Linked DNA regions of Mus musculus: all the other regions are linked to region 1. A link is a contact called in public HiCAR-type and HiChIP or PLAC-seq data. All regions are on one chromosome and are shown on one strand. The core of a region is the stretch at or near the end of the contact, and the rest is flanking DNA. Distances in the headings are between cores, read along the strand shown. Region 1 has its middle 38 kb from the start of Gm35895. Region 2 overlaps Egln3 (egl-9 family hypoxia-inducible factor 3). Region 3 holds the start of 1700104L18Rik (RIKEN cDNA 1700104L18 gene).

The links. HiCAR-type assays count read pairs that join an accessible place to other places. HiChIP or PLAC-seq counts read pairs in DNA pulled down with a chosen protein or histone mark.
Region 2: an HNF4G HiChIP or PLAC-seq map of pancreatic cancer cells shows a contact between it and region 1. The contact joins two enhancer-like sites. A contact is called at or near these places in 18 of 484 Hi-C or Micro-C datasets (CD8 T cells, Th1 cells, Th2 cells and 8 more), 26 of 115 datasets of contacts at active chromatin or transcription factors (CD8 T cells, the SCID.adh cell line, T-cell acute lymphoblastic leukemia and 12 more) and 1 of 9 other capture datasets (embryonic stem cells).
Region 3: a contact with region 1 is called in a HiCAR-type map of embryonic stem cells, with 3 times the contacts expected there. The contact joins the promoter of 1700104L18Rik here to the enhancer-like site in region 1. A contact is called at or near these places in 2 of 39 promoter capture datasets (liver and neutrophils), 1 of 15 datasets of contacts at CTCF or cohesin (CD8 T cells), 10 of 484 Hi-C or Micro-C datasets (CD8 T cells, bone marrow-derived dendritic cells, embryonic fibroblasts and 5 more), 14 of 115 datasets of contacts at active chromatin or transcription factors (CD8 T cells, the SCID.adh cell line, T-cell acute lymphoblastic leukemia and 6 more) and 1 of 9 other capture datasets (embryonic stem cells).

What each region holds. Positions count from the first base shown.
Region 1 is chr12:54,311,754-54,314,712 of GRCm38.p6, forward strand. No RefSeq gene overlaps it. Among named protein-coding and RNA genes, the nearest start is that of Gm35895, 38 kb to the right of the region's middle. Within about 2 kb of position 1,533, at least 196 of the 459 cell types and tissues checked have an H3K27ac peak or open chromatin away from gene starts, as enhancers often do. A contact at or near this core is called in CD8 T cells, the SCID.adh cell line, T-cell acute lymphoblastic leukemia and 11 more, where this site is marked.
Region 2 is chr12:54,186,638-54,189,596 of GRCm38.p6, forward strand. All of the region lies in intron 1 of Egln3 (egl-9 family hypoxia-inducible factor 3), which reads right to left. Among named protein-coding and RNA genes, the nearest start is that of Gm40424, 11 kb to the left of the region's middle. Within about 2 kb of position 1,389, at least 76 of the 459 cell types and tissues checked have an H3K27ac peak or open chromatin away from gene starts, as enhancers often do. A contact at or near this core is called in CD8 T cells, the SCID.adh cell line, T-cell acute lymphoblastic leukemia and 6 more, where this site is marked.
Region 3 is chr12:54,232,106-54,235,064 of GRCm38.p6, forward strand. 1700104L18Rik (RIKEN cDNA 1700104L18 gene) reads left to right here and starts at 1,510. Exons shown (of 3, transcript NR_108033.1): 1 at 1,510-1,647.

The DNA.
Region 1 (2,959 bases), core at 283-2,782:
CCTTGGGGAATCCCCTTTCCCAAAACAGTAAAACAAACCAGAACAAAGCCCAGCCTACATAATAAGCAAAACTGAAAGGCAGTTCTGTAACCCGGAGCTCTGCCTAAAGTGGAATCCACCCCCTTCGTTTGTGCTTTTCTTTCCTTGTTTGTTTAGTTTTGTTTGGGGTTTTGTTTTTGTTGTTGTTGGTCCTGGGTTTTTGTTTGTTTTGTTTTGTTTTGTTGAGACAAGGTTTCTCTGTGTAGCCCTGGAATTCAAATGTAGTTCAGGCTGCCCTTGAACTCTTGGTTTTGTAACTGCTTGCTTCTGCCTCCTGAGTGCTAGGATTAAAGACAGGAGATGCCACCTGCTGCCACCCCCACAACCCAAAGTTCATTTCAGTTTTGCTTGTTTCTACTGGTTTCCCAAGACAAACAAACAAGAGCAAAGCAGGCTTTTCTGAAGTAGTCAATGACTGACATTTTCCCCATCCAGTTATCTTCAACAAAGAAAAGAATATCCTGTTTCATTGCCACGACCATTGCAGCTACAGAAATGCCATTTGCAGCTAGCGCCTTACTGCAGCCCTGAAATAAGTCAGGTATCCATAGGGGCCGCTCAGGACCCCTAGGCTATCCTGTTGGTGTTACAAGCCCAGGGACCACCCGCTGCACTTGAAGCTGAAAGTCAGTATCCCCACCACCACACCCAAAGACCTGCCTAGTCCCCTGCAAGCACTACTCTCCCTTTAACTGTGCCAGAAAGGGCAGCACTAAAGAAAAAGTGGGGGTAATTTGACACATTCATTAGAATCCCCACTTGATTTTGGCGGAGTGTGAAGGCTTGTGGAGACCAGGTAGCCAGCCTGTGCTGGCCTGTGCTGGCCTTGAACTGGCTAGGTAGCTAAGAATGACCTTGACTTCTGATTTTTCAGTCTGGGGCGTATACCAATACACTTGGATCCCCTTTTCTCTGTCACCTGACTTTCCACTGAAACATGAGACTGGGACCTGTCACCAAAGAAGGTTACGTTAATGCCAAGTGCTCCTCTGTGCGGTGCTAAAAGTTCTCTTTGTGGTCAACTGATAAAACATTGAACAAAGGCGGGTCTTGAGCTCCTCGCTGTCAATGGATAAAGGGAGCCTGTCCTTTCTACATCACACTGGGTTGCTTAGAGACCAAGAGATTTTTGAAAGCAACAAAAAACCTAGAGTAATTCTGAAACGTCTTCACTTAGATAAGAGGCCATAAAAGAAAGAAGCCAGGGGCCAGCTCCGGGGCTTCTGTGGACTCCCAGGAGGTCAAGAAGAGGCTCGAGGGAAGGGCATGTACAGAAACCCGGATTTCTCCTGTCTAGCTGCACCTGGGACCAAAGATCAGCTCCCACTGTAAAGCCATCCTCAGGGCCATCAGGGTGGGGCTGCACTGGGGCCAGGGCGAAGTCCCTCGGGGTGAGCCGCGGGCAGGTAGCCAGGCACCAGGCAGGACTCAGTCCCGGTCCCGCCCGGCCCAACCTGGCCCTGCCTGCCACCAAGGCTCACGTAGCGAGAGCGTGAGTCAGCACCATCTGCTCGGTGAACCCTGCCCACCTCCCGGCAGGGGACCGCCCCCGCTTAGCCCGCCTGCGGGTTCCACACGCTCAGAGGGGTCCCCAGCCCCAAGATGCTAGGTAGGCTCGTTTTCACAGAAAGAGGGGCAGGAGGGTAAGGGCCGAGAGGAGCCTGAGGGTGGTCCTTCCTTTGCATGATCTTGACCTTCTCCTAGTCCTGATGTTTCTTTGTAGAGAGAGCACTCAGGCTTGCAGACTGGCTGGCTGGCTGGCTGGCTGGCTCACTGACAGGGATGCGAGGGAGGGAGGGGTGCTGTAGGAGTCAAGACCCTGGGAGACTGGGAGCTGATGGAGGGAACTTTTGAAGGGGGTGGGGGCGGGGAGTCCCTTATCAACTGCATCTCTCTTGGTGTGGGGAATAGTTTGCATTTCCTGTAACTTGCACCTGTTTAGTTCTAACCACCAACTTTATAAAAGGAAATTGCCTACGTGCCTGACGGCTGAAAGACAGAATTAGAAGCACTCTTCGCTGAATGTGTGAATGCTGCAGGAACTCCAGTTAAGTTCTGGACCTACAGGGTTGAAAGTCTGAGTCTCCGGAGGGAACAAAAGAATGGCAAGCCTCCTTTAACTCTTCCAAGTACTCCCCCCCCCCCCCAAATTAGGGCACATTATAAAAAGGCTTTCTTTCTTCCTGCATTTGTGATATGCAAATTTCACTCCCTTTTCTTTCTTTCTTTCTTTCTTTCTTTCTTTCTTTCTTTCTTTCTTCCTTCCTTTCTTTCCTTCTTTCTTTCTTTCTTTCTTTCTTTCTTTCTTTCTTTCTTTCTTTCTTTCTTTCTTTCTTTCTTCCTTTCTCTTGTTTTGTTTTGTTAGTTTTTTGATTACTTTGTTTGGGCTTAAGATAGGGCATCTCTGCATAGCCCTGGCTGTCCTGGAACTCACTATGCAGACCAGGCTGGCCTCAAATTCATAAAAATCCACCTGCCTGACTCCTAGGATTAAAGGTGTGCACCACCACACCTGGGCTAATGTCACTTTTTTCTTTTCACACACACACACACACACACACACACACACACACACACACACACAGCTCACATGGCTCAGCTCTCTTGTGGAGGTCAGAGGACAATTGTGGATATTATTGTCTCCTTCCACTCTGTGCATTCCTGGTATTGAACTCAGATCTTCTGCTTGGCAGTCAGCACCTTCAGCAGCTGAACCATCTCACCAGCCGAAATGTTACTTTTTCAAAACCCGTGAGAGAAGCAAGCAGAGGTCTCAGAGACAGAAGGGTGCTTTTGAAGGGAAAGAAATATATGGAGAAGGGAAGAGAGAAAAGGGAGAGAGAATAAAAAGCAAAGTGGTTTAACAGAGCAATATGGACCCCAGAATGAAAGCTACTGTCTGGGCTCAGGTAGTGCAAAA
Region 2 (2,959 bases), core at 139-2,638, 130 kb before region 1:
TGAACCTGAAGTTTAAATCAGAGGATATCTACACCTTTTATTTGTCGCAGCTAGCAATCCCTCAGCCCACCTCAGAAAGAGCCACTATGCTGTCACGTGTAGAGCTGAAGTTGCTCTGTTAGCCTGAACGTCTGTCTCCCCGAAAGTTGGATTTTGAAGTGACTGTAATAAGGATTTGACAAATTATGGCATTATCAAATAGATGGTGTCTTGAAAAAGGGTGATTGCTGGTGTGGCTGGAGAGGAAGAGACAAATGAAGTTGCCTACAACATAGGGAATTACCTATTCCTGGAAGCAGTGGCCAGAAGTGTAAGGGCCAACAATGAAAGTCACTTAGCACCATTACTCCATGATTTCCCCCACCATCCCAGTCTCCCCTGCTGTCAGTCAGTGCTTTAGCTTTATATTCCCAAACAGCTCTGCTCCCAGAAAAGGTCAGTGGTCTGGATGCCTGCCATCTACCTCGTCTGCAACTGTCTGTGGTCCCAGGCTATTTCACATGATGAGGAGGACGGGCTGTGCAGTTTATATCGATTGCCGATTTGACAGGATGTAGGATCACCTTGGAGACAGATCTCTGGGCTTGTCCGAGATAGATTTTGTAGATTGGGTTAATTGAGGTGGAAAGACCTGTCCTAACTAAAAAGGGAGAAAACGAGCTAGCTGGCCACCAGCATCCTTTTCCCTCTGCTTCCTGACTGTGGAATCACCCTGACCAGCTGCTTTGAGCTTGCACCACGACTTCCTGCCACAATGCACTGTGCCTTGGGACTTGAGCCAAAATAAATCCTTCCTTCCTTCAGTTGCTTTTGTCCGGTGTTTCGGGTGTTTTGTTACAGCAACGAGACAAGTAATTGACACAGTCCTCCAACGTCCAAAGAGAGAGAAGACTCGATCGGAGCTCAGTGTACCGTGTGTGGAGAGAGCAGTGTCTTGCAGCACATTAAGAAGCACAAATGGGCTTTAGAACTCAGCTTGAATTAAAATACAGGCAGGAAATACAGACTGTTCCCACAAACACACCCTCCACTAACTGCTGCAGGTATAAAAGAGAGAATGTGCCGGCACAGTTCCTTGTGGACTTACCACTAAGACACCTCTCTAATTGTGAGCATACACGTTGTGAAGGGAAGGGGAAAAAAAATCTTTTTTTCTGGCCAGAGTGCAAGTCACCCTCTCTCTGACTCCAGAAGCCATGTGCACCACGTTTAAACAATGGGAGGAAACCACGGGCCGCTCAAAGGTCCCGCCGCAACCTTACTGACCAATTGTACCACTGAGGTTTCTGGCTGAGTGCCATAGGAGATGGGTTTTGGCTCAGACACATTCCCAACTGCCAGGATCTCAAACTGTGAAGCTAAGGATGCACTGATGGGCAAACCTCAGTGTTGAGTCATCAGACCCATGCCAATTTGTGCACGGGGCAGTAACAGACTCCGGAAACTGATGGGCTTATCAGATCTGTTATCTAAACCTCATCAAGTCTGTAAAAGGAGCCAGAGTGCAGGTCCGAGGGAAATGTTGCAACACTTCATTGTTTTATGGGAACGAGGAAGGTATCTTACTATAGGGGTTTTTTATTGGTAAAAACTTCCTGACTTGACCAATACTTGAAATCTACAGCAGTTTAATAGCACATCAGTGTCCCTGTGGTAGCATGGTCACTGTACCCCTGGTTCTAGGCCTGGGCTTGCAGATGAATCAGCGTGTCTTCTGATTCTGCACATTCTCTGACGTGTCACCGGCCCCGGCACTGGCCCCGGCACTGGCCCCGGCACAAACCCCCCATCCCCAGAGGCCTCTCCACAGCTCTGTAGCAACAGGAAATGAGAGGAATGAACCAGGTGTTCCCGAGCTGGCTCAACACCAGAGATATGTGCTTCAAGACACCTCCATGGTCACGTTCAGGCAAGAAGAAGTGCACACATATAGAAGAACTAAAGCAGAATCCAAGTATAAAATCTACTTTACAAAAGGCCACCAGGAGAAAAGAAAACCATGCATCTGTGAGGGGCTGTGGGAGAATTACTGTGTTCAGAGATCAAGCCCAGGGTGGACACTCCAAGGCCTCAACTGGATGTTCCAAAGCAACCAGCCACAGCTAGAGTAAGGAGACAGTTTTAAAACCAGTATGCACAGCTTCAACTGTTCACTCAGCAACAATGATCATTCACACTTAGTACTTCTCTACAGATCAAACTGCAGATGGGGGTGGAGGAGGGGGTGGAGGCAAGCAGTAGAGTCACACCTAACATGTGCCACAGCATAGGTCTGGCTCCTAGCCGCTCAAAAAGAAAGAAGCCATACCATGCATTTTCATTAAAATGAGTATATATATATCACATTACACATTGCTCAGGACTTTGGAATCATATTTCTTGGTATAACTTGATCTTTACAAATGCAAAGTTGCATGTTATGCAAATTTTTACTGAGCAAAAAACTTTTTAAAACTGATCATTTTATTTATAACAATTAACAATTGATATACAGATATTGTTTAAGCCTGAAACAGTATCTCACAGCTGTTACTCAGTTCCTGAGGTGGCTGAAGCAGGAGCATCACACATTTTAGAGTAGCCTGTCTAACAAAAGGAGATGCAGTCAAAAGGAGATACAACGAAAAGCCAAACCATGAGCAGTAGAACTGTAAAGATATCTGGCTGAACAGCCTTTAAATTTTGGTCTACTGACAAATTGGACCTCTTACTTACTAAACAAATATTAGCAACAGCTTTTCAAGAGTGTTTTTTAATTCTCCTTTTGGGGGGGGGATTTAATATTATTGCTTAATTATGTCTCCATGGGTAGGAAAGGACTGGTGCTGGTGGAGGCCAGGAGGTATCAGATCCCCCTGAAACGGGAGGTACAAGCCACTGTGAGCAGCTTGACCTGGGTGCTAGGAATCAAACGCAGGTCCTCTGCTAGAGCACTACACACTCTGAGCACTACACACTG
Region 3 (2,959 bases), core at 260-2,759, 80 kb before region 1:
ATTCTGGATTGTTTGTTTTGTTTTGTTTTAACATGCCTGTTTGTTTTCTAAAGAGAGAGAAGAAAGGCATAGAGTTGGATGAGTGGAGAAGTGGGGAGGACCTTGAAGGAGATGAGGGAGGGGAAACTGTGATCAGAATACATTGTTATGAAGAAATATTTTCAGTATAAAAAGAAAAGAATTTATATGCCAAGGATGACCAATAAATGTGATGTACCAGACACCTGGTTCCAGTATTAACCACAAAGAGACAGCTCTGGATGGTTACTTGATAGAAACACGGGCATGTGGGAGAGTCAGTCTTACTTAGATGTGAGCAGGCAGAGGCCTCGGGTGACATGTGGCTCCATGAGGCTAGTCTCCCATTGTTTCACAGTCTCCCTTTTCTTATATCAAAATCTGTTTCTGTATCTCGCCAGTCCCTCAGCCCTGTAACTCAGAGTTAGTTTAATCCCAGCTCCAAATGAAAGATAAAAGCAGCATGCTACCCTTGAAATATTAAGCCACAGTAATTTTCATTCCCCGTAAGTGGTGGTGCCCTATGACCCCTCTCTCTGTGAATCAATGGGTTCTACCACTCCAGGGGAAGGCTGAATTCCTAACTAGAACAAAGCCATTACCCGGCTTAGCGTGTCAAACTAAATTTCTTAAGTTCACAGCAAGATAATTCCAGGCTTTGTTAAAAGTGAAAGGGTTTTGCCTAAATCCAAAAAGTTTTCATTTTCAACATCTTCGAAGCCATGCCAGGGGTTCAGGGTGCAGTTTTACTGCAAGGCTAAGGTCTTCGAATGGCTCGCGTGAATCTCTGAAAGGCCATGAAGACTTTCTGAGAGTTACGGGCTCTCTGGTGATGTGAAGGAAAGAGGTTTTAAGATTGTCAACTTTATATATTCTTTCTTAAAATTCTCTGCCTCTGGGATTTGCTGTAATTTACTGGCCTTCCTCTCCCATCCCAGTCTTTGCCAGCAGTTCCTATGCCAATTTTATATCCACCTCCCACCACCTGAATTCCTGTACGCAGCCCCAGGAGACAAACCCTCCGGGGCACTAAATGACTCGCTGATTGAAGAACTGCACAGTCTGGGAGGAGTGCCAGGCAGGCTCCTGGAGGGCAGCGAGGGCAGCAGCATCCATTCACCTCTTTTTTTCTATACATGGGAATTCACATTCAACATGGCTGCCATGAAGACTCACATAGAAACAGTTCATCAGGAAAATGAACTCAAGGCTTCTTCTAACAGAAGGTGTGGCTGTTGGGTTAGCTGACTGGTTGGACAACAAGCCCTGACTCTGCGGGTAAGGCTCAGTGTGAAAACATTCCACTGAAAAACAATGAATGGGAAATTTAAGGTTCTCAGGTTTCAACAGAAGGGGAATTTAGAGCACACACACAATGCAAAACACACTACAGGGGCTATATGGCTTTTGTAGTTACCGAACCTATGACAAAAGAAATGTAGGTGTTGACATGACGAAGATGGAATTTTCCCAGAATTCTTTAAAGAGTTCAGAGGGAGAATAAGTTTGCTAAAAGGCAAAACAGAGAGGGAGGATAAGAAAGAGATATACTGTGTTGGGTAGGTTTTTGTTGGCTCAAACAAGAGGGAACCTCAACTGGGAAAATGCCTTCATCAGATTGCCCTGTAGGTAAGTCTGGGGGACATTTTCTTGATTAATGATTGAGGTGAGAGGGCCCAGCCCACTGTGAGCTGTGCCACCCCAAGCAGGAGGTATAAGACAGCCAGCTGTGGCAGCTACGGCGAGCAAGGCAGTGACAGAGTTCCTTCAGGGTTCCTGGTTCTTCTGCTTGTGTTCCTGCTCTGCCATTGTGATGGACTTTGATCAGAACGTGTAAGCCAAACAAACCCAGGCCTTCTCAACTTGCTTTCATCAAGGTATTTATCACAGTGAGCACATGCTAGGCCACGAAGCTCAAGTACAGAGGGTAGACAGGTGAAGAGAGTTTAGATGTAAAGGTAGGGGCTCCTACCACCCTCACCACAGGGAACTAAATGGTCGAGAAGCCAGTCAGCAGTGGAAAGAGTCAGCAACAAATAGATCCATTCGGAGGAGTTCAGAGCATAAACAATTGTTTCTTGATTGCCAGAAAAATTGCCAGCTAAGCTCACACCTATAGCATGGAATCACCACAGGGCACAGGAGACTGAAGTCAAATGTCATGCAGTAATAATGCTGAGAGACCACCCAGGCCTGACTTCACACAGCTGACCTGGGGTATGGAAGAATTTCCTAAGCCCCCCCAAAAAAATGTGTTGAGTGACACAGAAGGAAACTGGGAATTAGGATTGGTGGCTATTTAGGGGGAATAGGGGGAATGGCAGCCAGACTCTCAGGGCTCCTTATCCTCTGGCTCTAGAGGAAAACAGCCCCAAGCCTGGAATATTCCTTAAAGAATAGTTTTAAACCAGAAGAGACTCCTTATTGTAAAGTGGTTTCAGTTGTTTTGGACTGAACTTGAAATTTCATGTGACAAACATAACTTAAAGAAAAGAAAAAAGTTTCATTTTGGTTAAAAGTTCTTGCCCATCATCTCAGGGAGAGCATGGCAGAGCAGAACAGCTAACATCATGATGAGAGAGAGAGAGAGAGAGAGAGAGAGAGAGAGAGAGAGAGAGAGAAGACTGGGCTCCTCTGACAAAGCCTCACCCCCTGATCTTTCTCAAGTAGTGCTTGTAGCCATATGATAATGAAAAAGTGAATTCAGACCAACTTTAAAACTCCTCATAGCCCATCACTGTCTCAACACTGTTTAAAAGTTCAAAGCGTCTTCTGAGGCCCAAAGCAATCTCTTAACTGTAATCCCTATAAACTCAAAATTAAATAGTGATCACATACTTCCAACATACAATGGCACTAGATATACATCACCATTCCAAAATGGAGGAAAGGGAGTATAATGAGGAAATACTGGACCAAGTCAAGACCAAAAAACATAACG